7 separate regions of the Mus musculus genome follow, and regions 1, 2, 3, 4, 5 and 6 are each linked to region 7. Evidence: chromatin contacts called from public Hi-C, HiChIP or PLAC-seq, Micro-C and promoter capture Hi-C data. All regions are on one chromosome and are shown on one strand. Each heading gives the region's core, a stretch centred on a gene start, on an enhancer-like site or on the middle of the called end of the contact. The rest is flanking DNA. Distances are from core to core; before and after follow the strand shown.

Region 1 (2,915 bases), core at 372-2,871, 470 kb before region 7:
ATTATATGTAAGTACACTGTAGCTGTCTTCAGACACTCCAGAAGAGGGAGCCAGATCTCATTACGGATGGTTGTGAGCCACCATGTGGTTGCTGGGAATTGAACTCAGGATCTCTGGAAAAGCAGTCAGTGCTCTTAACTGCTGGGCCCTCTCTCCAGCCTGATATCTGCTTTTTGAAACAAGGTTTCCCATGAGGAAATGAGGCTTGTGTGTTCAACTCTGTGCCTTATTTTTTTCTCTTGCTGTGACAAAATACTATGACCAAGGCAATTTATTTTTTTTTATTTTTTATTTTTTTATTTATTTATTATATGTAAGTACACTGTAGCTGTCTTCAGACACTCCAGAAGAGGGCGTCAGATCTCGTTACGGATGGTTGTGAGCCACCATGTGGTTGCTGGGATTTGAACTTCGGACCTTCGGAAGAGTAGTCGGGTGCTCTTACCCACTGAGCCATCTCACCAGCCCCCAAGGCAATTTATAAACTAAAGTGTTAAACACTGGACTTGAAGTTTCGAGGAGTTAAGAGTCCATGATGGTGGAGCAAAGGCAGACCTCCTGAGAGCTCATACACTTGATGTGAGAGTGGGGAAGGAGGAGCCTGCAGTAGGGATGTAATAGTCTTTGGAAGCCTCAAGGCCTGCCCATACCTCCTGATTCTTCCCAAAGAGTTTTACCAACTGGAAACCGCGAATCCCAACACATGAGCCTAAGGGAGCCATTCTCATTCAAACCCTCACAGCTAGGTCATCTGGCCAGGGAGCCCCTCCGCAGGATTTGTTCCTGCTTGTGTGTACTGTAGTTACAAGCACAAAGCACCACTAAGCCCAACCTTTTATATAAAGGTTCTGGCCATCAAACTTGAGTACTCATATACTTATTAGCAAGCGTTTTAAAAGAATATTTATTTTATGTACATGAGTACACTGTAGCTGCCTTCAGATGCACCAGAAGAGGGCATCAGACCCCATTACAGATGGTTGTGAGCCACCATGTGGTTGCTGGGATTTAAACTCAGGACCTCTGGAAGAGCAGTCAGTGCTCTTAACCACTGAGCCATCTCTCCAGCCCTGCGGGCAAGCATATTTATAGAATGAGTTATCTCTGCAGCTCTTCTTCCTTTCTTCTCCCCCTTCCGGGAATGTTATTTGTCATTTAATGGCAATGATGTTGTCACTGTGTGCTCTCCACTGCACTCTTTTGCTCTCATGATGACTCTGTGGGGCCCAAGCTGCCACGTCCTTACAGCCTGTTACGTTAGCTTTCCCCAGGGAGGTATGAGCACACACGTCTGTCTGCCTACCTAAGGAAGACATAGCACCTGCAGCAAACCAAAGACCTGAGCTTGGTGAACCCATCAGTTTAATTAGTCAGCCAACAGGAGTGTGGGCAGGTCCCCGATGCCTCCAGTAAGCATTAATGGCTTACATATCCCCAGGGAGGGAAGGACCCTGCACTGCCCCTCCCAAGAAGGCTTGTGAGTGCTCCTCCCTTCCCTGAGGGGCCTTGAGGAGCAGCTACGCCTGAGTGAGCTCCACATGCAGATGAGAAGGCAGGTCTAGAGAGGGCCAGCCATTTGCCCAAAGCCCCACAGTGCCTTCTTTCTCATCTCTCCCATCCCAACACCACTGCAGTAAACACTGTGCGGATGCCTCTCCACTCATCCTAGCCTCTGAGAGTCCACTGTCCCAGCACGTGAAGTGCCGACGGCACAATACACTCCAAAACCCAGCTATTCTTTTGTTAGCGTTTTCCTAAATTTGTCATGTGTCAAAATTTAATTTTTACAATTATTCTGTAAGACTATGTTATTCCTATCTATGTTCAGTGCAGTCATTCCTCAGTGACCCAAAGAACTGTCCCCAGGGTCTAGGAAGGGAACCCCAGGTACAAAAATACAAATGACATAGGTTTTGTAAATAACCTATGTAAGAAACCCTCTTGCACCTTTGAAACACGTCTATAATCCATAATGTGTAAGTGGTATATAAACAGTTGTACTGTGTTATTTAGGAAGTAATGGAAAAGGTCTAATATACTCATTCAGTCTAAGCTCCACCCCACAGTTACCTGGCAACAGCAGGTGCCTGACTCACTGTAACAGGGGCTGCTCTGCTCTCTCTAGCTCTTGCCTTCTTGCTCCTACTCTGTCGGCTCGCCCCCTTCCCTCCTCCCTTCCTCCTCGTGCTCATGGGGCTGGCCTCTACTCTTCTCTCTCAGTCTCTCTTTCTCTGTCTCTACCACCCTCTCAGCTTCCCTTGCCATGCCCTGAATAATCTCTATTCTATACTATGTGTGGCTGGTCCCTCAGGGGGCAGGGATGACTCAGCATGGGCCAGCTGAGGCACCCCCTCCCCTCTTACCTGACTACACCTCTGCAAAACATGTTCCTCCTTTCTTTATCTTTTTTTTATAAAACACAACACTCAGTACTGATCAATTTCTTTTTTTTCAAGTGTTTCTTTTCTTTCTTTCTTTCTTTCTTTTTTTTTTTTTTTTTTTTTTTTTTGAGACAGTCTCACTATGTAAGCCTGGCTATCCAGGTACTTGCTAGATAGACCGGGCTGGCATAGACTTAACAGAAATATGCCTGCCTCTATCTTCCAAGTTCTGAGACTAAAAACCTACCCCATTCAACGATCTCTGATGTGTACGGTGGTGTACATGCATGTATGATCTCAACCTGGAGGATGGACAGTTCTGGGCCAGTCTGGGGGATGTAGAGTTCAAGGTCAATAAGAACTATTATGAGATGTCTCAAAATATCCAGAAGTAACATTTACCTTCCCATAAGGGATGGCTGAGTTTATGGATAAGAACTCCGTAGGCACGGGGACAGATGAGAGAAGTCAGGCTGAGTTCAGTGAGCTCACACAGCTTTAGTGTACAGTGGGTTGGCTCTGGAGCCAGATCTT
Region 2 (2,865 bases), core at 66-2,565, 410 kb after region 7:
CTCGGGTTTAACAAGCTGCCGGTTCTATTACTCTGGTGTTTAAATCTTTCAACTCTCTTCTAGACTCCACAGTCCTGCCAGCAGGATATACCCCATCTTCCAGCTCTCTTAAGACCAAGCTCTAATACAGTTTGGCAAGTACACGATCTGCGACCATACTCACTCCCTAGTCTTCTGCTGGGGCCATGCTACTACCGGGCTACCAGCTCCCAACACACCTATCTGTGCCCCAGTCTATACCACTGCCTCTGTGGGACCCAACTTATCCAGCTTATCTCAGTCCCTCAGCACCCAGCTCATCCATCACTCTGTCCCTGGCAGCCTGGGGTTCGCAGTTCACTCCGTGGCAGCCTGGATCGCCTTCCGAGGGTGCTCAAAACAGAAATGGAAGTAACCGAACGGCCCATATCCCGGCCTCCGGCAGCCGCTGTAAGCACTTGGCTTGCTTTTAAGAAACCGCTGTAGGCGACACTAACTTGGCTTCGAGGCCCCGCCCCCCGCGTGCCCGCTAGACGCTCTAGCCGGTTCCGCAGCCCCGGCTCTCCCTCCGCACATCGGCGCTGCCGCAGCTCCTTCTGCGCTGGCCGTGCCCGCGTCTTCCCGTGCGGCCACTCTCGGCAGACCCTCTCTGCTCCGAGAGCGCCTCGACCCGGCAGGTCCTGGGCCAGGGAGAAACTTTAGCCCAGCGGTGCCCGGCGGACACCCGGGCAGAGCGCGCGAGGGTCTCACGAGGCGCCGGTGGCCAGCAAGATGCAGCCCCCTGCGCCCTCAACGACGGGTCCCCACCCCCGCGACGGCGACCCGGCCCGGGCCAAGGTCGGCCAAGTTCCTACCGCGCGTCCAGCGGCCCTTGGACCCGCGGGCCGGGCCGGGCCGCTCAGTAGCCTCCAGGCCGGCGTAGGTCCCAGATACGCCGCGCGGCCCGGGGCGTACCGCGCTCCAACGGCTGGGGCGACCCCAACCGCTGGGTGACACGGCCAGCAACTACGCCTGGGGACCAGTGCCCTCACCGAGGGGGGCAGACAGCGGCGACTCCCGCGAGAACTTGCACGGGAACAGGGAACGCGTGCTCCCCTGCGCCGGGACGGAGACGCCGGCGACGGCCCAGGGCGCTCACCGAGCCCGTCTCCTGTGGGACCCCGCATCGGGCTTAGCCCGGACTCCAGCGCCACACTCACCTCAGCCCCTCCTACCCCAGCGGGCGGCCCGGCCTCGAAGTCCCTCACTTCCGCTGACCCGCCTCCGGAAGCAATCATTTGCAGCTGCGCGGCGAGCACCACGCCCAGGAGAGGCGGGCCTAGAGAGGGGCCCGGAATGGACGCGGGCTCTGAGTGGACGGCAGACCGGCCAGGAGGCCACACCCCTCCCCGGGCCACGCCCTCACCCCTCCGGGGGAGGGCACGAAGTCTGTGCGCGCATCCCGCTGGAGTTTTCCTCCCAAGTTTAGTTGCTGCCGTAGGAGTTGCTTCCCGTGTTTAGTGTCAACAAACTTCTGGGAAGCGGTAGTCTGCCAGTGTTGCTGCTCAGCACTGGAAATAGTCCATACTCCTGCTGCAGATCTCCGAATCCTCTCATCTTGGCATTTCAGCCTTTCCTATCTAGTCTGGACCCTCGTCCCATTTCATGCTCCCCCAGATACATCCCCCAGCAAAAATGGCTGCTTTCGCCTTTCAGGCATGCCCTCCAGTGCTTCGGAATAGCTGTCTTCTATTTTAAAGTTCTCTGTCTCACACACGCTCATACACGTACACACGTGTGCAGCATAGTTCAGTCTGTTAATGAGATGGGTGGATTGATGGCACTCGGAGACACCAAAGCTCTCAAGGTCGCTCTTTCTACCGGTCTCCATGGCATCCAGTTAATGGGCATACACTTTCTTCTCTGCACGTGGCTTTGCCTGACTCACCAGTTCTCCCAAAGCCTATAATCCCCACCTGCCAGGGACAAATCTTTTGGATTCGTGGGTGGACAGCTTTGTGCAGTCACAATGGGCATTATGCCCAGACCTGCCTTACTACACCCATACATGCTTTATTTCTCTATTGTTGTCCTCTGGAAATTACAGTTATATGTTGCTGAAGAACGGGTACTCTTTGGGAAACGTGTCCTTAGGTGACTGAGTTACACAAACATTATAGAGTGAGTACGTACACACACCTACAGAATATACTACATCCTAGGTGAATTGGTAAAGCCTATTGCTCCAGGCTACAAAAACCTGCACAGTTGCAACTGTGCTAAATCCCAGGGAAGTTGTATCACAATTGTAGACATTTACTTCTAAACACCGGTAGGGCACATGCCAAGATAGATAGCTGGAATTTCTCAGCTCCTTTTTGATTGTTGGGTATCACTGTCAGATAGTCTATCAGCGACAAAGCCACTGATAGAACCTAGTGGGGAAACCCCCACTCAATTCCCGATTCGGTGTGCACCCAAAAAATCACGAAGGACCATCTTGATGGAATTAAATGAGGTCGTTTAATTACGGAGCTCCGGACCGACATGCATCCCACACAGGAGATAACGGATGTCGGCCACGAGGCTGGAAAGCTAGGGGTTTTTATGGGGTAAGGGGCTTAGGGGTGTGGAATTCAGCATAGCAACACACTATTGGCTTATTCAAACATCAGGAGAAAAATTACATGTACGTGCAGGGTGTCAGAGTTCTGTGAGTTGTTGACTCAGTTCAGATAGCCCTGTTATGTCCTCACATTCCTCTTTATCTTATGGTCAAGATGTTCCCAGGAGTGTTTTAACTACGGGGAATACCCAGGTTTGTTTTTCTCTTTTCTCAGCCCCAGACAGCCTCTAGGCTCACAAACAACCAGCAATTTCTGAGTACTTTATATGACTTACAGGTCT
Region 3 (3,178 bases), core at 124-2,623, 370 kb before region 7:
CCATGTCCGCCGGGCCTTTGCCCGCGCCCCCGTCCTGGGGCCCGCCGCCGTAGTCGCCCCCGGGGTAGCCCTGGTAGCCACGGGCCGAGCTGGGCGACGTGAGCAGTTGGTTGAGGGTGGGGGTGGCGGTGGGCTGGGGAGTTCCCCCGCCGGCCGCTGAGGGGCCGCCTCCCCCCATGGCCCCGAAGCGCTGCTGTGCGAAGGACGAAGACGACGAGGAGGCAGAGGCGCTGGAGGAGGGAGGCGGCTTGGAGCCGGCGGCCGCCGCCGCGCCGGAGCCCGGAGTGCCACCTCTCGGGGAGCTCAGCGCGTAGGCCTGGGGAGGCGGGGGGTAGGCGCTGCGGTTGGGGTAGTAGGAGTTGTACTGGTGGTTGGGGAAGCCGTGGTCGTGCGAGTTCTGCTGGGGCCCGGCGTAGGGCTCCAAGCCCCCGCCGCCGCCGCTCTGCAGCGCTGCCAGGCCAGGGCTTTGTTGTCCGCCATGTTGTTGGTGGAAGACGGCGGCCGCCGCGGCGGCGACGGCAGACGGGCTCCGGCCGTAGGCTTGCCCGAAGCCGTAGGCTGGGGGCGGCAGGGCGGCCGCGGCCGAGTGAGGAGGCGCCCCCACCCCGTCGCTGCTGCTGCTGCCGCCGCCGCCGCCGCCGCCGGGCGGCTCCGGGAGGTTATTGTTCAGGGCGGGCCTAGGGCCCGCGTTCCCGTTCGAGTTCTTCAGGTCCGGCTCCGCGCCGGGCCCGCCGCCGCTGCCGGCTCCGCCGCCGCCGCCACCCCCATTGCTCTCGGCCCCGTCCTGCAGCTCCTTTCCCAGCGGCTGCGGCGGCCCCACGGCGGGGCCCTCGCTCTCCTGCCCGGCGGCTGCCTTCATTTCCCCGCGCTCGGCCGCTGCCGCCGCCGCCTCGCCCCCCGCCTCCTCCCGCTGTTGCTGCTCGGCTTTCTTCAGCTCCGAGGGCGGCGGCGGCGGGTTGCCCAGGCTGCTGGCGGCGGCGGGGGCGACCTGCGCGGCCATGATCCCCGCTGTCTCGTCCGCGGAGAGACCCGGCCCTGTCTTCGTCTTCTCCCCCCTCCCACCCCGCCCCGGGGCCGAGTCCCCCGGGCTGCCCTCCCCACCCGCCCGGGCGGGCCTCGCGGGGCTCCGCTGCTGCGCTGCGCTCGCTCCTCTCCCCCCCGCCCCGCCGGCTCAGGCTCCGGGCTGGCGGCGGAGGAGGAGGAGGAGGCGGCGGCGGCAGCCGAGGCGCCGGCGGCTCAGCTGCTCCGGGCTCTGGCGGCTCGGGACCCGGCTCTCCCGGCTCATTCCCCCCAAGCCCTTGCCTGGGAATGAGGGGGGCGGTGGAGGCTCCGCTCCCCAGGGCCTGGCCCCGCTGTGACTCTCCGCTTTCTGCTGCCGGAGAAAGGAGGAGGGAGGGAGGGAGGGAGGCGAGGGGGAGGGGGCGGGAAAGGAGGGAGGGAGCGGGGGGGGAGGGGGGACCCGGGACGGGCGGGCGGGCGGGCGGGCTGGAGGGCGCGCGGCGGCGGACGGGGCGCCGGGAGGCAGAGTAGGAGCGCTGCTCTGGCGGGCGCCCTGCCTCGCCTCCCCGGCCGCGGCTCGGGCCGAGGCTGCTGCTTGGCGGCGGGCGGGCGGGCGAGAGAGCGAACGAGAGAGCGGGCGGGCGGGCGGCGGGACTGAGCAGCTAGAGCGCCCCACTCTCCTCCGAGTCCCCCTCACTCCGACACGAGGCTCAGCACTGCCATTTTACCCAGCGCCGTCGCGGCCGCCTGAAAAACCAGGACTGGAGCGCGGAGCGGGCGCAGGCCGTGGAATGGACTCGCTCCCTTCCCCTCACAAAGGAGGAGGGGAGAGAAGGAGCCGCGGCGGCGGCGGCAAGCCCTCAGCCTCTTTCGCTCGGCTGCGCCGCCGCCGAAGGCTTCGGGGAAAACCCGGCCCGGAGCCCGCGCCTCCGGAGCCTGCGCCGCCTCGCTCGCCGCGTTCCCAGCCTGGCCTGTCCCCTCCCGGCCGCTCCAAAGGGAGCGGGCCGCGTGAACTTTACCCGCGCCTGCAAAATTGGCCTGAGCCCGAAACCGCGGCCGCCGCGGCCGGGACCTGACCCCCTGGCACCGGGCCTGGGCTCTTGGCTGCGACTTAGCACCTCCGCAGCACTTTTCTTCTTCAAAGCCTTTTGCAGACCTGCTCTAGAGACCCAGCTGAGCGAGCCCTGCTTTTCCCCCCCTTTGGCTAGCCCCAAAGGAGGACTGACCATTGTTCAAACTATCGGTTCTCCCGTGCCCTGCCCTCATTAGCCCTCTCTGACAAGGCCCTGGGGGCATGAGGTCTGGATTATCTCCCCCCCCCCCATTTTACCAACAGACTGAAGGGAGGGGACTGCCCAGGTCACTTAAAGTCAGAGGGCAGAAGTGTGTGGCTATAAAAAGTGGAGTGAGTGGCCGAAGCCGCATCTTGTCTACTTAGCCAGAGAAAAGGAGGAAAAGAGAAAAGAAAGGCACTTACGTTGTGAACAAATCCAACCACCGGATCAGATCAGTGTCAGGAGGTTTGAAAATCAAACGTGGTCATCCCACCACTTCTCTTAAAATGGTGGCTACTGATGCGTTGGGGGCTTAAGACAGTCCTCCAGGCAAACCAAGCTCCATTAGCACTTCCTAAGGGAACCTAGCTCACAATGGCCAGTAGCCCAATCTTCAAAGGCAAGTACCTTGGAAGACTGTAAACAGCCCACAGAAGAGGCTCCAGGGACTGAAAGAACCTCTGTTCAAAAACCACTGCAGAAGAGGGATGCAGAAAATGGAAACCATTTTCTCTATAAAGAGAGAAAAAGAGCCTAACAGGTCACACAGAAAACGGATGCCCCTCAGATCTGCTGTCTATCCTAAGGTGTAAGACTCCTTGAAGTTTACCAGAGACCCTAAGGCCAGGTTTATCTGTGAAGATCAAGGCATTCGCGGAAAAGCTCAGAGTTGTCCAGACCTACAGGCCTCACCAGTTCCACAGCAGCCTTTTCTTCTCAGGCAGGCCTGGAATGCTCTGACAGGGCAAGCCAGGAGAAACCAGAGGGAATTCCAGCGTCTCACCAGGACCAAGACTGCCTTGGGAAAGCATCAATGACAAAGGCCTCTTTTCCTCCCAGATTTTATAAATGGAGACTTTGGACCACAGACCATTATTTTAGAACTTGTGGGCTCTGCAGGCCCC
Region 4 (3,224 bases), core at 644-3,143, 270 kb after region 7:
TCATACACGCATTTCCACGCATTAAATAAACAAACGTAATTAATTTAAAAACAACAAAAAAAAACCAACCCTGGCTTGATGGCATGCTATAATCTCAATGATGGGCAACAAGAGTCCGACAGGTAGGTCCCTGGAAGCCTACGAGGTCAAGCTCCAGGCTAAAGGGAGACCCTGTCACAAACAAAAGGATGGGAAGCACGTGAGAACCAACAGGAGAGGTTGGCCTCCGCGTGCACATGGTTACGCTTACCCACCCACGGGAACGCGTGGGAGCTTGCGCGCGTGCACGCGCTCCTTTCTCCCTCTGCAGCCAGCACTAACTGCCCCCATGTCTCACACGCCCTTTCCTAACTTTCAATCCTGTCTTTCCCTGCTCTCTGCTCCCACGCTCAGGGGACACACTCACTCTCCTCAGAACTCCAGTGGCATTTTATCTCTCTTTTATGACAGGAGCTGCAGCTGCTTCACCATCATGTGACCCACATGTGTCTTGCAGCGGCAGTCTTGGTTCTCCAGTGTGTGTGCTCAGCCTCGGGGGAGGAGGGTCGGGCCGGGGTGGGGTGGGGTGGAGTGGGTGGAGTCTGGCAGAGGCTCCTCCCCCTTCCCACTGGCTGTGCGGTCCACAGCCTGCAACAGAATTTAGCTCCTCTTCCCTTCCTCCTTTTTGTATTAGTGGGTGTCTTAAAATTTGCGCTGGAAGAACAAAAGAGGAAAAGGAATAGTAGAGAGAAAATTATTGCCTCCCAACGTTAAGTAGAGTGACTCTGGCTGGCTTCTTGGGGTTTTTCCTCTGGACCAGATGATTGGCAGGCAGGAAGGTGTGTGTGTGTGTGTGTGTGTGTGTGTGTGTGTGTGTGTGTGTGTGTGTGTGTGTGTGTGTATGTGTGTGTGTGTAGTAACAGCTGTGGCCTTAAACAGTTCAGGACTATGAGTTCTTCAGTTACACACGTGTATGTGCCGAGGCAGGGACAGGGGTGATTGCAGGGAGCGTTGGCAGCAACCATCTCCAAAGTCTCTCTTTGCCCAGGCTTGCTCTGGCTTGCACACTGATCCTCCCAGAGGAGGACTCAGAATGTCCAAACAAACCGCGGGGGTGGGGGTGGGGGGCAGGGCCCCGCCCATGCAGGTGGTTTAGGCTGTAAGGAATAGGAATTGAAATGTTGCTTGCTTTAAGCCGGTTCGTGGGCTGAGTTAGACCTCTCTGCCTTGCTCTTGAGTCTGCAAAATTGGTCCAGCTACCTCCCTTCTCGGAAAGCTGTTGAGAGGGTTAGATGAAGCAGTGTTTATCAGAGACTTAGTACAGTGCTAGCTGAGGAAGAGCTGGACCTCAGTGGGGCGTTATTAGCCAGGGAAGGCAAAGTCTGGGCTGTAATCACTACAGCAGTTACTGTCAGATAGATACACGGTAGGTGCGGGGTCATTACGCAATAATCCTGAGACAGAGTCATGCATCCCAGGCTTGCCTTGAACTCCTAACCCTCCGGACACCACCCTCCTCAGTGCTGGGGTTACAGGTGTTCATCGCCGTAGCTGTTTTCTATAGTTCTGGGAATTGAACCCAGGGCTTCTTGTATGCTAGAACTGAGCCACACCCTTATGGTTTGTAGGTTTTGAGGGATCTGAGGACTAGCTCATCACCACTATCTCCTCACCCCACCAGAGGGAAATGAAGACCACAGTCCATAGGGCTGGGGATGGAATGGGTCGCTACCTAACAAGTGTAAGGCCCCGGCTTCCACCCCGCCACTGCAGAAAGACAACCGAAAGACGAGCCTGAAAACGTTGGCAAAGTCGCAAGTGTAAATAACGAATATGATTTAGTGAGTAGCTGGCAGGAAGGTCGGCTGGGGTGATAAGGATGTCAGGAAGTGGACAGGGTTGGCACATGACCTAGAGAAACAGCAAGTGAGGGAGAGACCAGCAAGAGGCTGTTCTGTGTTCTGTCTTCCAGCCAGCAAATTCCCGAGCACCCGGCTTTGGTCCAGCTGGTGATGAGATGGGGGCCGGCCAGTCTGTGTGCTTCCCACCCATCTCGGGACCCCACCACATTGGCTGCACGGATGTGATGGAGGGTCACAGTCTTGAGGTAAGTGTCCCAAGCTCCGCCCCTGCTCTGTTCCACTGCGGGGACTTCACCAGCACAGGTCCAAGTGTGTAAGTTCTGGGCTGCTAAGTTACAGCTGGGCAGAGTTTGGACATCAGCCTTTTGGCCTGTTTTCCTGCTGGCTTTTAAATTCCTCATTTAAACTCTTAGAACCTCCGCAGATGGCCGAGTTCTTTCTGCAGCAAGGAGGAGCCAGAGGCACCTCACAGACCCTTTCTCCTGTCGTGAGTCCAGGCATCTGACCCTAGAGAGGTTTTTCGATGCCATCCTGATGTAGGGGGACAGGATGAAGCATAGTGGGCCACAGGCCACTGTCCTGACTCTACAGCTTGGGTGGGAAGATGAGGTCTTCACCTCTAGCCTCCCATTCACTTCTCTCTGGTTTCTGAACCTCCTGCCAATTCCTAAGCTTTTCTTTTTCTTTGTTTCCTCTTCCTCCTCCTCCTCTTCCTCTTCTTCCTCCTCTTCCTTTTTAACATTTTTGAGGTTTCTCATGTAGCTCAGGCTGCCCTCCAACCGGAAATGTAGCCAAGAATGACCATAAGCCCCTGATCCTCCCACCTCCAGGACTTCAGGCACGTGCCACCATGACCCAACAAGTTCCTTAGGTTTTTGTCCCCGGTGGTTGGGCTCACCTCTGTTCTGTGAGAGACACCCACTTCCTGGTAACCCCTCTCCTGCTCCCTCTCCTGACCAAGCCTTCTGCTGCCACTGAGTTCATCCTAAGAGCAAAGACCTAGCCCCCCCACCTCCCTCGTTCGCACGGAGCCTAGGTCCACAGTATGGCGCTGTTCCAGGATGTAATTGGAAATGCACTTGACAGTCAGGACATAAGCCCTCTGATGTGCTAGCCACAAAATTGTTTCTGGATCGGAGGAAGCCTCTGTTTCTCTGTTGGTGCCCCAGACTCCTGCTGACCCCAAATGCCTAAGCTTTGTGGTCCCAGCAGCTGCTCCCTTCTTTTCCCCAGGGGAGCCTCTTCCGACTCTTCTACCCTTGCCAAGCATCAGAGAAGTGCGAGCAGCCCCTGTGGATTCCCCGCTACGAGTACAGCATGGGTCTGGCCGATTACCTGCAGTATAACAAGCGCTGGGTGGGGTTGCTGTTCAACGTGGGTATC
Region 5 (2,997 bases), core at 134-2,633, 500 kb before region 7:
CATTCTACAGGTGAGGGCACTGAGGTTTGGAAACGTAAAATGACTGCCTGCAGGCCACACAATTAGTGGGAGGTGGAGCTGGGACTGGAGCCAGAGATGGAGTTCTTAACCATAATGAATAATAAAAGAAACCAATAGGAAGAAGTAGGAGGGAAAGGTGGGACTCACCCCGGGTGCGTTCAAGTGGGGGTGTATGTGCCCTCAAGGAGTCACAGGGCAAGTGACTCCAGCTAGAGGCTGAGGGTGGGTGGAAACTTTGGATGCATGAGTGGCCCGAGAAAACTATAAGCAGCCACTCCTCCATCCTTCAGTCCTAAAACGGAGCTACAGTGTAGGCCAACCCTAGGTCACTGGGAAAAGGTCAGAAGCCCATAGGGGCAAATAAGACAGGCCGTGTGAAAGCACTCAGGTCTCTTTCCTGAAAAGGATCTTGATGCCGCCCGCTGTCCCGGTGGTGGACCGCCACCGAGGGATGCAGAGTGTCCGGAGGGGAAAGAGACAGGGCAGGGTGGGAGACACCTAGAGGACTAGGGAGCTAAGAGAGCGTCGGGAAGAAGCTTTGGAGAAACTAAGGAAAGTGCTGGAGAGAGAAGGGCCTGTCTGAGAGGCCCAGAGATGCTTTAGGGAGGACTGCCTCCGGGCCTAGGGTGACCATGACTGAGGGAAAGCGGGTGTGGGAGCCAGGACCCTGTAGAACCTTGGAGGGACTTGAGAGGACGCCTAGAAAAATTCATGGTAGGGTGTCCACAGCCAAAGGACACAAAAACTTACTTGTCTGAGGACAGGAATGAAAGACGCCTAGAAGGGTCAGAAAGAGCCTGGGATAGGCAAGAACCAGCCAGTGAGTGACCGCAGGTGGACCTGAGGGACCCGGCAAAAGCTGGTGACCCGGGCGGGGCACCCAAGGTCCGGGTGGCGAGAAGGGGTTCCGGGGTTCCGGGGCGGCGGGCGGAGGCCCGAGGGCTCACGGATGCGGGCGGGGAAGGAGCGGCGGCCGGGGACGCAGTGCCGGGGTGGGGGTGGGCGAACTCACTCGAAGACGAAGAAGAGGATGGTGGTGCTGAGGATGAGCAGCAGCGTGAGCGCGAAGACGCCGCCGTGGCCGGCCAGCATGAGCCGGCCTCCGCAGTAGAAGCGGTTGCGGCCCGGGAACACCTCCCACTTACGCCGGGGCCGGCGGCCCAGGCTCCCGCTGCCGCTGCCGCTGCCGCTCCAGCGCGGCGCGCCAGGCGCGGGCCCGGGGCTTGGAGCAGGGGGCGCGGCGGGGCCGGGGCGACGCGCCCCGGGGGAGGCGGGCGGCGGGGCGGCCCCGGGGCTTATCTGCTGGTACTCGCAGTCCTTCATGCGGCCGGCCGCGGGCCTCGGCTCCGCGCCCGGCCGCTCCGGGACCGGGCCGAGCAGCGGAGGTGGCGGCGGCGCGCGCGGCGCTGGCGGGCGGGCAGGCAGGCTCGCTCGGGTTGGCCTCTCCGCTGCCGCCCCGCCCCCGGCTCGCTCCGCAGCGCCTCCTGCGCCCAGCCCGGGCTCTGCAGATGCGGCCTCCAGGGCTCCCTCAGCTGCCGGTGCTCTCAGACCCTGCCTTAGGAGTCAGAGATTCAGGGGACAGCTCAGGCACTCCAGGCTCGCCCACCTCTGAGGGCAAGCTGGTAAGGGTGCTTTGAAAGTTCCGAGTGTCTAAAGGGGTGTGAGTGAAATATCCTTTAGTCTTTCCCTCCCTGCTGTCCTAGGTTCAACCCTGGGTTCTAGATAATCCCCAAATGGAGATCATGCCTAAGGGCCCCAAACTTTTTTCAGGTGGGTGTTTTCACAACAGACCTAACCAACCAGGAACTGGGGTGGGCTAACTCCTGGTGACTGAGACAAGTAGGGTTCAAGGACCTTCAGGCCAAGGTCCAAGGTGAATTTGCAACGAGCTGGGCTACAAGTGAGTCCCTGTTTCAGCTGAAAACACACACACACACGCGCACACTATATTTTCTAGGACTCAGGTCGGAAGTCCAGAAATATTTTAGCAAATTCTTTTACATGCATCACCCCCAAAGCTCATAGGGCTAAATCAGGCAGTCTTATCTGGAGCAAATGGGGTCCAGCCTCCTTGCAAACCATTCAAGTTGATGGTGGAACTTATTTCTCGTGATGTGACTGGAGGCCTGGGAGTTTTGCTGAAACTCCACCCAAAGTTACTAGAGCTCATTGCAGTGGCTCACCAGCGAGGTTTCTCTGAAGGACTTGTGCACTTCCTGAACCTGACAAGGAGAGTTTAGCATCCATTTGTGAAAACAGGGATTGCTAGCTGGCTATGGTGGCCCACGCCTTTACTCCCAGCACTTGGGAGGCAGAGGCAGGCGAATTTCTAAGTTCGAGGCCAGCCAGGTCTACAGAGTGAGTTCCAGAACAGCCAGGGCTACACAGAGAAACCCTGTCTCGAAAAACAAAACAAAAGAACAGGGATTGTTTTGCTTTTGGGATACTTGAGTATCCCACCCAGGACCTCACCAGCTGGGCAACCCCTGTCTCTAGCACTGAGCTGCTCCACCTGCCCTAAGACAGATCATTTGTGTTTGTGTGACTGAACGTGCACGTGGGGAGACCGAGAGGGCAGGCCTACGTATGCATGGAGGCCTGAAGAAGGTCTCAGATCCTTCAGAGCCGAAGTTCACTGTAAGATACCTAAATGGTTAGGTAGATGCTGGGGTCTGAACTGGGGCACCCATGATTGTTCGGCAAGTACTCTTAACCACTGTGATGGTTTGAATATGCTTGGCCCAGGTAATGAGAGCACAATTAAATGTTTTCCTCTATAAGAATTACCTTGGTCATGGTGTTTCTTCACAGTAATGGAAACCCTAAGACAGAAGTTGGTACTAGAAGTGGGGTATTGCTGTGATAGGCCTGACCATGCTTTTGTTTGGAGACATGTGGATCTTAGGACTTTGGAAAGCAGTGGAGTGCTTTCTGTGGGGTTTAATGGGCCACCCTCGTAGGGATACGGGAGACTTT
Region 6 (2,912 bases), core at 239-2,738, 290 kb before region 7:
AGAACTCTGTGATCTTTTTTTTTTTTTTTTTTTTTTTTGGTTTTTCGAGACAGGGTTTCTCTGTGTAGCCCTGGCTGTCCTGGCACTCACTTTGTAGACCAAGCTGTCCTCGAACTCAAAAATCCGCCTGCCTCTGCCTCCCGAGTGCGCCACCACGCCCGGCTAGAACTCTGTGATCTTACCTGGGCACGATGACACATGCCTGTGATTCCAGTACTCAGGAGAAGGAGGCAAGAGAATTGTGAGTTCGAGGCCAGGCTGACCTACATAACAGATCCAAGGTCAGCATGGGCTATGGTAGTATATTTCAGACCTGAAAATGGAAGAAAACTCATCAGGCATAGATGTCCTGTGATGTGATGACCTTGCAGAGGTAGGTGGATCTCTGTGAGTTCAAGGCAAGCCTGATCTACAAGGAAATTATAATCTGGCTGGCCTCAAAGTCATGGAGATCCCCCTGCCTCTGTCTCCTGGGTGCTGGGATTCAAGTTGTATGCCATGGCTCCTGGCAGACATTCTTCTTTGTTTGGTAATTTGTTTGTGTTGTTTAGAAACAGGATCTCAAATTACCTAGCCAAGGACAGCCTGGAACTCCTGACCCTCCTGCCTCTACCTCCCAAATTAGGATGATAACCCATAGCCTGGGTTAGGAAGTCTCTGTGCTGTGTTCCCGTTTCTTCTGCTCATGGTCACTACCAGAGCCTTGACCCAACTCTCATTCAACTATTTCCCCAGTGGGGATTGAACCTAGGTCCTTACCTATGCTAAGCAAGTACCATACCCCTAAGCTATGTCCTCAGGCCTATCTTTGCTTTTTAGTTTAAGATAGTCACAGTAAATTGCTCTAGATAACATTGAATTTGGATCCTCCTGTCTCAGCCTCCCAGGAAGCTGGAATTCCAGTCCTGACCCACAGAGGACGCTCTGCAGCTACCTGTAAGATCTGAGGTTTAGAGGCCAGAAGACTGCGTAAGAACCCCAACTCTCCGGGCGTGGTGGCGGATGCCTTTAATCCCAGCACTCGGGAGGCAGAGGCAGGTGGATTTCTGACTTCGAGGCCAACCTGGTCTACAAAGTGAGTTCCAGGGCAGCCAGGGCTATACAGAGAAACCCTGTCTCAAAAAAACAAACAAAAACAAAACAAAACAAAACAAAACAAAACAAAACACAACCCCCACTCAAGTTTTACAGTTAGTCTCTACTTGAATGCCCCTCCCTCAGAAGCCCCTGCAGAGGCCCTGTAGTTAATGCTCCATAGCAACAGTCAGAGTGACTGGACCCAGCTAAATCCAGCCCCAGGGAGCGTTTCCTGCCAGGGGAGAGTGGCCACAGGCCCTTCCCAGATACAAGTTTCAGGCTCAGGTCAGACCCGTGTGTAATCTGCCTCTTGATTTCTCAACTCCGCCCACAGCCTCGGGGGCAGGTGTGGAGCCACAGCAGAGAAGCGGCAGAGGAAGTGACTTATAAAAAGCAGTCTCAGGTTGAGTCACACAGAGGAGCTAGAGCTCGGAGAGCGGTTTGGGGGCAGGAAGGGGGGAGCGAAGGCCTTGTGAAAGACTTTACCGAGGCCCCCTCCTCTCCAGGTTTTACAAATGGCTTTAGTTTTGTTTCCCCAAAAAGAGAATGAGGAGAGGTCCTGACCTAGGAGGCTGGAGCCTGTGATCTGGGAGGGAGGGAGGGGCCCGTGGCTATGTGTTAGCCTGAGCTACTTCTCTGCCATCTTTGTGTCACCTGTATAAAACTCAAACCAAACCCCCAAAACAACAACAGCACCACAAACCAAGGGCCACTCTGAATTCATGTTTAAAGATACGAACTCTCAGAGAGTTGGTGGCTTTTCAAGACAGGGTTTCTTTGTGTAACACAACACTGGCTGTCCTGGATTAGCTTTTTAGACCCTGTGGCCTGGAACTCACAGAGATCTGCTTGCCTCTGCCTCCCCAGCACGCCTGCTCCTCCCACCCCACACCCTCCCACCCCCACATTTCCTACTCCTTTCACCCCACCCCACCCCCACCCCACCATTGCCCACCCCCGGCAGTGGCATACACCCTTAATCTCAGTACTTGGAAGTTACAGGCAGATGGATCTCAGAGTTCAAGGCCAGAGAGAGTTCCAGGATAGTCAGAACTCAGAACTATATAGTGAAACCCTGTCTGGAAAAACAAAACAAAACAAACAAGAAAAGTGTCGGTAGACGGCAAGGCAAAGAGGTTGAGTATTTACCAAGGTCTGCTGACCGGTACCCGGAGCTGAACATTAAACCACGACTGCCCATCTTTCTTTCTTTCTTCTTCTTTTTTTTTTTTTTTTAGATTTATTTATTATTATACATAAGTACACTGTAGCTGTCTTCAGACACACCAGAAGAGGGCATCAGATCTCATTACAGGTGGTTGTGAGCCACCATTTGGTTGCTGGGATTTGAACTCAGGAGCAGTCAGTGCTCTTATCTGCTGAGCCATTTCACCATCCCCTGCCCATATTTCTTTCTTTCTTTTGTTTTTCTTTTTTTGTGTGTGTGTGTGTGTGTGTGTGTGTGTGTGTGTGCTCTTAACCGCTGAGCCATCTCACCAGCCCCACTTTTTTTTTTTTTTTTTTTTTTTTTTTTGAGACAGGGTTTCTCTGTATAGCTCTGGCTGTCCTGGAACTCACTTTGTAGACCAGGCTGTCCTGGAACTCAGAAATCTGCCTGCCTCTGCCTCCCGAGTGCTGGGATTAAAGGTGTGCGCCACCACGCCCTGCCTCTTTTGGGTTTTTTTTTTTTTCTTTCTTTGTTTGCTTGTTTGTTTTTCGAGACAGGGTTTCTCTGTGTAGCCCTGGCTGTCCTGGAACTCACTCTGTAGACCAGGCTGGCCTCAAACTCAGAAATCCGTCTGTGTCTGCCTCCCGAGTGCTGGGATTAAAGGCAT
Region 7 (3,229 bases), core at 382-2,881:
CATGGACCCAATCTAATACTGCTGCAGCTGTACACGCCCCCATCACCCCCCTACACTGAATCAGTCAGCTCCAACACGGGAGGCAGCCCGGGGGCAGCCACCCTCAGGCAGGCAGGCAGGCAGACAGCAGAACCTACATGGGAAACAGGGTGACTCAGCCATCATGGTCATGTGCTGCCAGCCAGCCATGTGTTCCACACACATACACACATGCACACGCACACGCAGCGGCAGCCCTGGGACAGTCCAAACACCACCAGAACTATCTGCCTCTGCCAGGCAGGGACCCGGACACCACAAGCAGTCAGCACCAGAGGAATGGACATTTAATTGTCTCTAGGGCACTCCTAGGATGGGGATGCGGGGCCTTTGGCAGAGCTCTGGCTGATGGAAGCAACAGAAATGCTCATCAGACAGGGCCAGGCAGAGAGGATGCCCCAAGGTGTGGCTGGGGACAGCCATCGTCAGGGCTTAAGACAATCTTTTGAGACTAGTTGGTGAATAAGGAATGTTGCCTCTGGAGGAAGAGGAGGCGGCTGCGGAAAGGGTCTGGGTCTGGGTTTGCAGATTAGGACGACAAGGAGTTGGTTACAAGGCCTGGTGAAGAGCTAGCTGGATAGGATCGGTGGCCATCCTGACTCAGGCCAGCTTCAGGAACTCCTGCAGTGTGTCCTGCTCCACGGCCTCCACGAAGAGTTCATAGTCCTGAGGAAGGGAGGCAGTCACCTGAGTCGAGGTGCAGGGCACCCCAGTTGTTTGCCCAGGTCTGACCCTGGCTGCAGTCCTCCAACACCTCCCAGAACCCAAACCCCATACCCCACAGTAGTGGTTCCCGTTGACAATCTGAGGTGGGGTAGCTTTGGGGTTGCCAGCCAAGGTTCGCATCTCATCTCGAAGGGCGTTGTCCTGGGAGATGTCCACTAGCTGGTATTGGATCCTCTTCCCATCTAGGATGCGGGTCACCTCACTCTGCTGGGACTTGATCTAGGGGCGGAGGATTGACAGGGTTGGCAGGCAAGCTGAAGGATTTGTGGGAGGAATTCCTTCGGGTGTGAGCAACAGCTTCTATCCTGCCCACTCTGAGGGGAGGTTCTGGCCACTAAGGGATGGGAAGGGTCCAAGGATAGACAGGTAAACTACTAGAGTTTCAGAAAGAAGACGGGCAAGTTCTGTGCATGACAGGGAAGCTAGACTCGGCGAGGGGCAGGCCCTCTCTACAAGACACATCTCCTCCTCCACAGCCGCACAGTGGAGAGGAAGCGGGATTAAAGCGGTCGGGGGTTGGTGCAAGAGAATGGATGGCCCTATACTGGGGGAATGAGCGTGGGCAGCTCACGCTGGGGATGCCGAGGGGCCCTTGGTGCGGGGGTTCAGGCTGGGCCCAGCCCTTGGACCAGACCTGGGAGGCCATACCCCGCACCTCACTGCTTCCATCGTGGGGGCGGCTCCCGGGCGCTGGTCGGAGCACAGAGACGGCCCACCCTCTCCGGGCGCCGGCCCAGGCACACACTTACTTCTCGGGAGCCGGTGACCGACGTGCTGTAGACGCGCAGGCCACTCATGCTGCAGGCGGGGGACACAGACCAACTGAGGGACGGTGGGAGCGGCAGCTGCACGGCTAGGAACTACGCTGCCGCCGCCGCGCTTGGGAGCGGTTTCCTTCCTGCTCCGCCCGCGAGTCACTGCTCTCGGGACCAATGAGCTGCGCAGGCGGGTAAGGCGGGGCCTGCATGACCCCGCCCTGCTCCGTGGCCTGGAGCCGGGAGGACCCCTGTCCTCTGCAGCTACTTGGCTCCCCCACTTCCCCCTCAGCCCCATGCTGGGGACCGGCTAAAAGGCAGAAAAAGCTGGGAAGGCAGGCGGACCGGTTCAGTTAAAAGCTTTCCCCAGTCTACCCGGGTTGTGTACATTCAGTGGCCAAAGCAGTGCCACCCAGGTCTCCCGGTCTCTTAATAGCACAGCTCAGTATGGAACTTTGGAAGGCGGGTCAGTTCGCAAGCTTAGACAGCAAGGGCCGGGGGGAAAGCTGTGGTGGGGCGCTGGAGGGCGGGGAGGGCCAGTGCAGCCAGGACATTTTCTCTAAAGCACCTCTCCACTCAAACAGGCTCAGACAAGAAAGGGGTGGTGGCTGTAAGCGAGGGGGTGGGGGAGCGGCTCACACCCTTCAGGAGCCAGGGGGAGGAAGTAGGCTGCGGGACAGCGAGCGTGCTAGTGTGCGGAGTCAAAGGCTGGTGCCCCGACTTAACCTGGCTTGCACTGGCCCTTGGCACAGCTATTTTTGGGGTGATCCCAACTTAACTCTACCTTTACATTGCAAATGACACCCCACATCTTTGAACTTTAAGAATTCAGCTAATGAGATGGAAGAGAGTCCAGCACCCATTCCAACTGTGGATCAAGCTCTGTCAGGTTCACTATAGGCCCCAAGAGTAGACCTGGGGCTACATAAATAATGGCGCAGGAACAACACAATTCTGCTGCCTGCTGAGGCAAACTGCCTGTCTGCTTCTGGGGAAGTCATTTCCTCAAAGCCACAGAAACCCAGAAGCTGCTGACCTCTGAGAGGTGTGCAACTTTGTAGTGACAACTGGCGGCGGTTGCTCTCTGCAACACAGGAGTGTGGGCAGAGACTAATCTGTCGCCACCCAGAGCAGAAGTGGGAAGACTGAGCCTCCACACTGGATCTGCCTAAACTCACTTCAAAAGAGTCACAGGCAGGCTGGCAGGGGACGCTGGGAGGCACTAGGAAACCGGAGTGTTTGTTAAATGTTTTATTCTGTAATCAAAATAGGCAATACAAACCAGTCGACTTAACAAAGAGTCATATAAATAACTTTATAAACTTTACGAAGAAAAATACCCGTGAGCATGGAGGCTGGGCTCCCGATAACAGGGTGGAAACCAACCAGGAAGCTCTGTTTTAAGGAGGCAGCAGCCCGGAGGCTGAGGGGATGGTCAGCTGGGTGTGATTACTCTGAAAGGTAAGCCACTCCATAAGAAAACATAAACTTGTTAAAACACTGGCAAAGCGGCCCCTCAGGCCCTGGAGGTCCATGGTGCTGTTAACAGCCCCAAGGCTTAGCAGAAGTCCTGTCTGCACCCCCACAACTACTTTACTCCTCATACATACAGGGCCCTTGGATCCAAACTAGAGGAGGTTGAGGGCTGGCCAAATAACCAGATACAACTGAGACGATCCCTAAATTGGGAGGCAAGAAAAACCAGAAAG

Evidence for each region. Promoter capture Hi-C pulls out the DNA fragments that hold promoters and counts their contacts. Hi-C and Micro-C count contacts between places; a contact is called where the count stands out from the background. HiChIP or PLAC-seq counts read pairs in DNA pulled down with a chosen protein or histone mark.
Region 1: a Micro-C map of embryonic stem cells shows a contact between it and region 7, with 1.8 times the contacts expected there. The contact joins the enhancer-like site here to the promoter of Sh3bgrl3 in region 7. A contact is called at or near these places in 1 of 484 Hi-C or Micro-C datasets (embryonic stem cells), 2 of 115 datasets of contacts at active chromatin or transcription factors (T-cell acute lymphoblastic leukemia and embryonic stem cells) and 1 of 9 other capture datasets (liver).
Region 2: a contact with region 7 is called in a promoter capture Hi-C map of liver, with 3 times the contacts expected there. The contact joins the promoter of Mtfr1l here to the promoter of Sh3bgrl3 in region 7. A contact is called at or near these places in 3 of 39 promoter capture datasets (the C10 cell line and liver) and 1 of 9 other capture datasets (pancreatic islet).
Region 3: a contact with region 7 is called in a Hi-C map of Th1 cells, with 5 times the contacts expected there. The contact joins the promoter of Arid1a here to the promoter of Sh3bgrl3 in region 7. A contact is called at or near these places in 2 of 484 Hi-C or Micro-C datasets (Th1 cells and embryonic stem cells), 2 of 115 datasets of contacts at active chromatin or transcription factors (effector CD8 T cells and embryonic stem cells) and 1 of 9 other capture datasets (adipose tissue).
Region 4: a contact with region 7 is called in a promoter capture Hi-C map of fetal liver, with 3 times the contacts expected there. The contact joins the promoter of Pafah2 here to the promoter of Sh3bgrl3 in region 7. A contact is called at or near these places in 5 of 39 promoter capture datasets (cranial neural crest, fetal liver, liver and 2 more), 2 of 484 Hi-C or Micro-C datasets (both in embryonic stem cells), 2 of 115 datasets of contacts at active chromatin or transcription factors (Th17 cells and pancreatic cancer cells) and 1 of 9 other capture datasets (pancreatic islet).
Region 5: a promoter capture Hi-C map of neutrophils shows a contact between it and region 7, with 3 times the contacts expected there. The contact joins the promoter of Zdhhc18 here to the promoter of Sh3bgrl3 in region 7. A contact is called at or near these places in 1 of 39 promoter capture datasets (neutrophils), 1 of 484 Hi-C or Micro-C datasets (CD8 T cells), 4 of 115 datasets of contacts at active chromatin or transcription factors (T-cell acute lymphoblastic leukemia, embryonic stem cells, large pre-B cells and 1 more) and 2 of 9 other capture datasets (liver and pancreatic islet).
Region 6: an H3K27ac HiChIP or PLAC-seq map of embryonic stem cells shows a contact between it and region 7, with 6 read pairs. The contact joins the enhancer-like site here to the promoter of Sh3bgrl3 in region 7. A contact is called at or near these places in 1 of 39 promoter capture datasets (embryonic stem cells), 2 of 484 Hi-C or Micro-C datasets (embryonic stem cells and erythroblasts), 2 of 115 datasets of contacts at active chromatin or transcription factors (CD8 T cells and embryonic stem cells) and 2 of 9 other capture datasets (adipose tissue and pancreatic islet).

Annotation. Positions count from the first base shown.
Region 1 is chr4:133,655,055-133,657,969 of GRCm38.p6, forward strand. No RefSeq gene overlaps it. Among named protein-coding and RNA genes, the nearest start is that of Pigv, 16 kb to the right of the region's middle. Within about 2 kb of position 1,622, at least 36 of the 459 cell types and tissues checked have an H3K27ac peak or open chromatin away from gene starts, as enhancers often do. A contact at or near this core is called in embryonic stem cells, where this site is marked.
Region 2 is chr4:134,534,072-134,536,936 of GRCm38.p6, forward strand. Mtfr1l (mitochondrial fission regulator 1-like) reads right to left here and starts at 1,316. Exons shown (of 7, transcript NM_029759.4): 1 at 1,179-1,316.
Region 3 is chr4:133,752,612-133,755,789 of GRCm38.p6, forward strand. It overlaps Arid1a (AT rich interactive domain 1A (SWI-like)), which reads right to left and starts at 1,374. Exons shown (of 20, transcript NM_001080819.2): 1 at 1-1,374. The coding sequence starts at 1,000.
Region 4 is chr4:134,401,019-134,404,242 of GRCm38.p6, forward strand. It overlaps Pafah2 (platelet-activating factor acetylhydrolase 2), which reads left to right and starts at 1,894. Exons shown (of 10, transcript NM_001285874.1): 1 at 1,894-2,086; 2 at 3,075-3,224. The coding sequence starts at 1,997.
Region 5 is chr4:133,632,046-133,635,042 of GRCm38.p6, forward strand. It overlaps Zdhhc18 (zinc finger, DHHC domain containing 18), which reads right to left and starts at 1,384. Exons shown (of 8, transcript NM_001017968.2): 1 at 1,034-1,384. The coding sequence starts at 1,344.
Region 6 is chr4:133,839,798-133,842,709 of GRCm38.p6, forward strand. No RefSeq gene overlaps it. Among named protein-coding and RNA genes, the nearest start is that of Gm12974, 25 kb to the left of the region's middle. Within about 2 kb of position 1,489, at least 180 of the 459 cell types and tissues checked have an H3K27ac peak or open chromatin away from gene starts, as enhancers often do. A contact at or near this core is called in CD8 T cells, embryonic stem cells and erythroblasts, where this site is marked.
Region 7 is chr4:134,127,102-134,130,330 of GRCm38.p6, forward strand. Sh3bgrl3 (SH3 domain binding glutamic acid-rich protein-like 3) reads right to left here and starts at 1,632. Exons shown (of 3, transcript NM_080559.2): 1 at 1,515-1,632; 2 at 817-984; 3 at 305-705. The coding sequence starts at 1,562. The coding sequence ends at 640. Cep85 (centrosomal protein 85) reads right to left here. Exons shown (of 14, transcript NM_144527.3): 14 at 2,757-3,229.